2 separate regions of the Xenopus tropicalis genome follow, and region 1 is linked to region 2. The links are chromatin contacts, called in public Hi-C maps. All regions are on one chromosome and are shown on one strand. Each heading gives the region's core, a stretch centred on a gene start, on an enhancer-like site or on the middle of the called end of the contact. The rest is flanking DNA. Distances are from core to core; before and after follow the strand shown. Region 1 has its middle 30 kb from the start of tbx2. Region 2 holds the start of tbx4 (T-box transcription factor TBX4).

Region 1 (3,374 bases), core at 36-2,535, 100 kb after region 2:
ACTACTATACTGTATTTTCTGAAGCATTATATATAAAGCTGGCATATTATTGATGGTTACCATGAAACATGCCTTAAAAATACTGCTTGGTTATATTGCTGTTATATTGAAGCCTCTATGGGGAAATTTACAGGCAAAATGGTGCTTTTGCTATTGGGACTAAAAGGAACATATACAGTGAATCCTAACCCCCTTTATTTGTCAAAAACTCAGTTGCACTGTATCTGAGCTATAGGAATACTCAGTGATGATAAGTCAGACATTTAAAATGCACTGTATTTGCTGTTGAAGGGTTTCTGAGCAGAAAAGGTAGCATTGCCAGTGACAGAGTTATGTGTTATGAGTGATAAAAATATGGCTTAATTAATATGGCAGAAACATTATTTCAGAAAAAGCAGCCTAGCTATAAAGGTAATGAAAAAAAAGTTTTTTTCTCACTGGAAAAGTCAAAATTATGTACTAAGAAAGTCAACTTTACTCAATCAGCCTTTGGGCCTATCAGTTGGTAAATACTACTTATGGCACCTTTAGCCTCCCCTTACAAAAATATCACCCTTCACTTATGGTGGTGTTATCTATAGGGTTTCCCTGTCAGCTGTGTGTGAATGTGATAGGGACCAATAGACTGCAAATTCACTGTAGAATATATGGTTGCTATATAACTATGAGATAATAATAACGTCTGACTCTTTGCTTAGTGTGAGCCTAACACTCTCTATGTACCAAGAGCAGTAACCAAGAGCAATAAGAGTTCAGTCATACATAAAAACACAGTTTAAGGGGAAGGGTAGAAAGTATTGCATGGGTAGAATGCAAAGTATTAGCTTGTATATGTTTTAATAAAAAAGCACTGCCTGCTTTATTCTAATACATGTGACCATTAAAGAAAGTGTGCCCCTACAAAAGCTCTTTACTGCATGGTGGCAAAGTGTTTATTATAGGATTATGGGTTTATTATGAGAAACTCCAATACAAATAGACATACATACTATAAAATTAAGTTTCTTTTTTAGTATTCAGTGCAAGATTGATATATGCAAAAATGTGATGCAATTATCAGATGTATAGTTGTACTCTCACCGGTTATTTATTTTGTTTCCAATATGGAAATGTCCTCCATATTCTGGGTTGCCTTATTACATCTTAAAGGTACCCATAGGGGCATTTGACAACTTGCCTTTCACATTTGTCTGTTTTGCAATGATGCAAGGCCTCATCAGTGGACCCTACACACAATCTGATTATCATTCAGCTCAGTTACAACCCTGTTTGTCTAGTTTTATAGTCATTACAAGAGAACCAGAAAAAAACACACTTTGTACAAGCTGGTAGCGGTGAGCTCCTGTTTCCGAGAGTTTACAGTCAGAAGTGTAACTGAGAGTTTAAACAGAGTTTAACTATAAATTGGGGGGAGATACATGTGACTGACAACTTTCTCTTTGTAGATGGTGCATCTTTAGTGGGCAATACATTAAAAATGTATAAGTAAATAATTATCTTAATAGCATTAGAATAACATTTGTTAATCATTGTATTTTTGCTGTTTCAGCTTTGTTACTCCAACGTGACACAGTACCAGGTTACAAAAAGGACAAATGTGTTGTTTGTGACACAATTAGCATGAATATGCTTCCACTTTTCACACAGACCTCTTGTCTATTGATCACACTAAGACAAAGCAGAATTTCTCTCCTTAAGTGTGAGATTAGATGGCCCACATTGTTCAACTGGAGATAACAGGCTGTGACAATGGCTGTTTGATTAAATGAGACTAGTATAGAGGTAGGGAGAAGCTGAAGGGACAGAAGAGAGAGGCTCCCTAATTGGGAGCAGCAGTATGCTGCTTCTTTTGTCCCCAGTGAGGGAGGTATTCTGTCCATCAGGCAGGCGTCAGGCGCCAGCTCCAGGACAAAAGCTTGTCTGCTGCCAATGTGGCTGGGATTTCCAACTGCCCACCCATTCTATTTTGCAGCAACACTTAACCCTTTCTCTTTATGCTAAACAGAATGAAGCCACAAGTTCACTGATTAGTCAGCACAACAATGATACAAGCAGAAAAGCAGAGACAAGGGCAAATAAAGCTCTCCATCATAAAGAATACTAGTTCAAACCAAGCTGCTTATGAATATATATATACATATATATATATATAAGGGCTGAACAGAACCACAGATGATATAAAGTAACAATAACCGCAAGCCTCATGATTAATTTGCTTTTCAAATGCCATAGTCAGTGAGTCCGACTTTTGCATAAGCAGCATTAAAATGCAAACAGTTCAAAAACCACGAAACATTAAAAATTAAAACCAACTTTAAAATGATCCAGAATATAAATGCATATATACTTACAAAAAATATTTCAGATGAACTGCCGAATAAGGGCTCAAAATTCTGCAGTGACTTTTATATAAGACCTGTGACTTCTGTGACAGAATGCTCTCTTACAAAGATAAGCTGGAATCCCAGGTACAGAACAGTAGGAAATTGCTACTTTTTTACGCATTTAGTTACAAGTGTTACTATATATATTTTTGCATTCAAGTAAGTTACAGTGTTTCAACACTCTTCTACTTGTCTAAAAATGAAATGAAACTGCAGCCAAAATTTGGTGCAACAAAAATTTGTGAGGTAAAAGTTGCGGTCGCACCAAATAAGTGCCGGTCGCATAAAAAAAAGTGGCACAATGAAAAAGTCCTGTGGTGCCCACATTTCGCACATTTTTCATGGTTTCATGAATTTTTTAGCAGTTTCCCAAATTTTTCGGTGAAGTGAAACAGGATAGATTCACTCATCACTATTTAGGATGCAAACAGCAGGCATTAGTCTATAGGTGATGAATAATATATTACCAGTATTATTAACCTATGGGTCATGAGCCAAAAATGTGTTCTTATGCTGTTTGTGGGGGGGTCCCCAAGACCCCCTTTAACAATGTACAGTATAATTTCCTTGAAGCAACAGAAAACTACACTAACAATGTGCAGTAATTTGGGATCTCTAAGTAATTAAGAAAGACTAATTTAAACAACCCAACAATCAGATAATCCCCTCTGAGCAACCTCCATCACCAGTCTCTCTGTGCTTAATACAGAGACCTGCGGCTACCCCATGAATGCAACATTAAGGCCTGGAGTTGTGGCGAGGCCACAAAGGCCCAGACCTAGGGTGGCACAAATTTAGGGGGGCACGCATTTTTGACATTTTGCTCCCATACGGAGCAATGGGGACTTCTCCTCACTGCTTTGTAATGGGAGTTTAAATGCCTGTGCATGCGCACATGCACGCGGGGTGGGGGGTAGGGCGAATAGGGGGGCGGCCTAGGGGCGCCCGGATTTGAAATCCGGCGCTGGCTACATTATCTGTATTCAGCAG
Region 2 (3,404 bases), core at 668-3,167:
TCGAACGATAGAATGTTTTAAAATGATTAAGATACAAGTGATTAAAATATCTCTATAACTACTAAAGTACATACCATAGTAAATGCACTTTAGCGAAACGGATCTATTGTTATACCAGACTATAATTTATTGAGAATATTTCGCCATTTTTCATCCTTGCGACCTTGCAATGCGGCTGGTAAAGGCCATCAAGACTGAATTCTGCGGGCCCAAATTAATTATAATACTTTGTACCATGCAGTTAAATTCCAGAAATTTTTAGTATATAAATGATATCCAAAGCAATCTTTTTTACATATAATATAACCTACAATATTGCATTATTGCAAATTACATTGTTATTACTATTATCATTACTAGCATCATTGTCCTGGTGGTGCAGAATAGTTACATACAGGGTTGTTCAGCCAGAGGCCAGACTGTCATGGGATGCTGGCAGTCACTGGGTGATGGGAGTAATAATCTAGAGGTGTCTAATCTGTTACCAGGTTCGACACCTTTGATTACCAGGGAATTAAACACCCATCAGAACAAAGTGGCTTTTTTGCCCACTGCTGCATTTAGAGTAAAATTTAGTAAATTTAGTTGTTTAGTAAAGTTAAGTTTAATCTACTGTCGCAGGCGCAATTCTAAGCACAACTTTCATTGGTGAAGGCCTTCATTTACATCAGAACTAGTATTACGATTTGCAGTTTAAACGCACGCAGTTCTGATGTAAACCTAGGAAGTCAAAGTTGCGCCTGCGACAGTAGATTAAACGTATATTTACTTAATTTACCTTATTGTTTAGACTAAACAGTAACTCCATAGGCAGTTATTGGCAGCTAAGGCAGAAAATTCCTTTGCTCTGTTGGATGTGAGGGGGTTAGAAATAGGCTCTGAAAATTAGAAAGTAAAGAGCAATGCACCCAATACACCTAAAACCTTTCTGATGCGACCCTCATTGGCCTCATTGGCCTCTCCAGTCATATATTGTCAAACAACTGAAATCTACAGTAATTTGCTGAGAACATTATTTCCATGTGTATTGGAATATGTATTTTTGCTAAAGAAAAGAAGGGAATAGTTTGACAAGAGGGAGCAAGTTCACTTGGGTGCTTAGTAACTGGCACCACCCTCTATTCCTTGGGTGTATGGTATATAAACCTGCTGCTTGTTCTTTGCTACTTCCCGGGCCCCTGCCCTGCTCCCTGCCCTGTCTCCATGCCCTGCTCCCTGCCCTGCTCCCTGCCCTGTCTCCATGCCCTGCTCCCTGCCCTGCTCCCTGCCCTGTCTCCATGCCCTGCTCCCTGCCCTGTCTCCATGCCCTGCTCCCTGCCCTGCTCCCTGCCCTGCTCCATGCCCTGTCTCCATGCCCTGCTCCCTGCCCTGCTCCCTGCCCTGTCTCCATGCCCTGCTCCCTGCCCTGCTCCATGCCCTGTCTCCATGCCCTGCTCCCTGCCCTGTCTCCATGCCCTGTCTCCATGCCCTGCTCCCTGCCCTGTCTCCATGCCCTGTCTCCATGCCCTGCTCCCTGCCCTGTCTCCATGCCCTGCTCCCTGCCCTGCCTCCCCGCACACAGAATAGTGCCAAGTAAATGGGCAACTTACAGTGGTTAAACAGGCTCCAGGCTCTAGGAACGTCCCTTTATATCCAAGAACGAAGCAGAAGCATTTCCTGATGGGTGCAGCTGGGTTCCCTGCAGTGGCAGTGAGGATGATCCTGCCAGGCCTGTGGGCACAGGGGAGTGGGCAATGCTGCCTTTAGATTGCGGCACAGCTGCTTCTATGGATCAGTTTCCCTTCCCACTGTGTCCGCATCCCGATCTCTCATTCCACACAGGAGAGAGGAGACATTCCCAGATCCCACGGAAACTTTTCCTTGATCTTCTCTAAAAAAAAGTTTCTCAGAGATAGATTTTTTTGGCCTTCTTTTCCCCCTCCCCTTCTAGTCTCCCCCCTCCTGCTGACGTTGCCGCTGTCAATCAGTCTCAGTGCAAGTCTGTTCCCTCAGCATCATCCCCCAGAATTTAACTGTTTTAGTCCATTCGCCTACATTCTGGTGCTGTGCTCTGTGCAATTAGCCCCCTGCCCATCTCTCCACTGACCAGTGTCCACATTTCGGCTGATAAAATACATCCATTTCCCTGGCATTTGTACAGCATTCCCAGTGGGCACTGATCTAGGGCAATAATGTCCCGGACAATAGGGATTATTATCTCTCTCTCTTTCTCTTTTTATGGAGAGGGAGGCTGGCAAGATTATCTGTGTATAAAATGTTTTGGAAGACTTTTCAAGTTGTGTGCATTTGTAACGTTTTCACCTTTTTAGCAGATGGGGGAGGGAGGACATATTTTTCCTATATAAATGTCTAATTCACCCTGACTTTTCTTCATTATATAAAAATATTTAGACATAAACGTGCATAGCTACAACGAACACACTTTCATTACTCTGGTTTTACTAAAATCAAAATCATTTGAGGCTATTTCGTCTAAAAAGAATACGTAAAGCTGACAGGATTATTACAGGACTCTTACATGTACTTCCACAGAAAGTATAATTTCTGTTATATTAATGCCAAAAATATTTTAACCAAACTTTGGACTTTATCTATCGAAACATAGAAGATTCAAAAAATTTGTATTTTAGTTGGAAATTTCACGACTTGGAAAACATCAGAAATAATTTAGAAGGAATATGTCAATGTCCTACGTATCAAATTGTACCACTGGAGGATTTGGATCATTTAAATCGTTCACCAATAAGTATGCATGAGATTTATACATGGAATCTAAGGGTTAACAAAATGTTGTAAGCAATAAAGTACTTATATGCTACAGTTATGAAAAAAAAATTGAGTTAAATACAGTCGATGCAAATATTAGCAGACGATTAATTCTATACAAAATTCTTTCCAGCTGCTACCTCTACAAAGCTGAATTCGTTACCAAACGGTAAGCCCCCAATGTTTAAATGATCAGCTATAATATGTCTGACCCTCCAAGGGGTGTGGGTGAATGTCAGAGCCTAGATTATTCCATATTTCATGCTTTCTTAATCATCTTACCTCTCAGTGCTGTGGCATGAACTGACTGACAGCATAACTTGCGTGTTGCCTTTTTAAATAAATATTTTATTTTGATATATAGAGAGACAGACAGGGCATACAAAAAGGTGACAGACTGATGATAGATACATAGATAGATAGATAGATATTTTTGACAAGATAAAAAAATATTGAAAGATAGATAAATCGATTATTTTATTCTATAATTATAGTTTTAGGACTAAGGTAGATGATCGATAGATAGATGATAGATAGATAGATAGATAGATAGATAGATAACAGATAGGCAGACAGCTAGATGATAGATTCCAAGATTCTTAAAGCCCTGACTGACAGATAAGCGGACTGAAACAAAG

Evidence for each region. A called contact is a pair of places that touch in the nucleus more often than the background predicts.
Region 1: a Hi-C map of neurula embryo shows a contact between it and region 2, with 2.2 times the contacts expected there. The contact joins the enhancer-like site here to the promoter of tbx4 in region 2. A contact is called at or near these places in 2 of 5 Hi-C or Micro-C datasets (neurula embryo and tailbud embryo).

Annotation. Positions count from the first base shown.
Region 1 is chr2:92,242,101-92,245,474 of UCB_Xtro_10.0, forward strand. No RefSeq gene overlaps it. Among named protein-coding and RNA genes, the nearest start is that of tbx2, 30 kb to the right of the region's middle. Within about 2 kb of position 1,286, at least 3 of the 11 cell types and tissues checked have an H3K27ac peak or open chromatin away from gene starts, as enhancers often do. A contact at or near this core is called in neurula embryo, where this site is marked.
Region 2 is chr2:92,139,161-92,142,564 of UCB_Xtro_10.0, forward strand. It overlaps tbx4 (T-box transcription factor TBX4), which reads right to left and starts at 1,918. Exons shown (of 9, transcript XM_002933826.4): 1 at 1,590-1,918.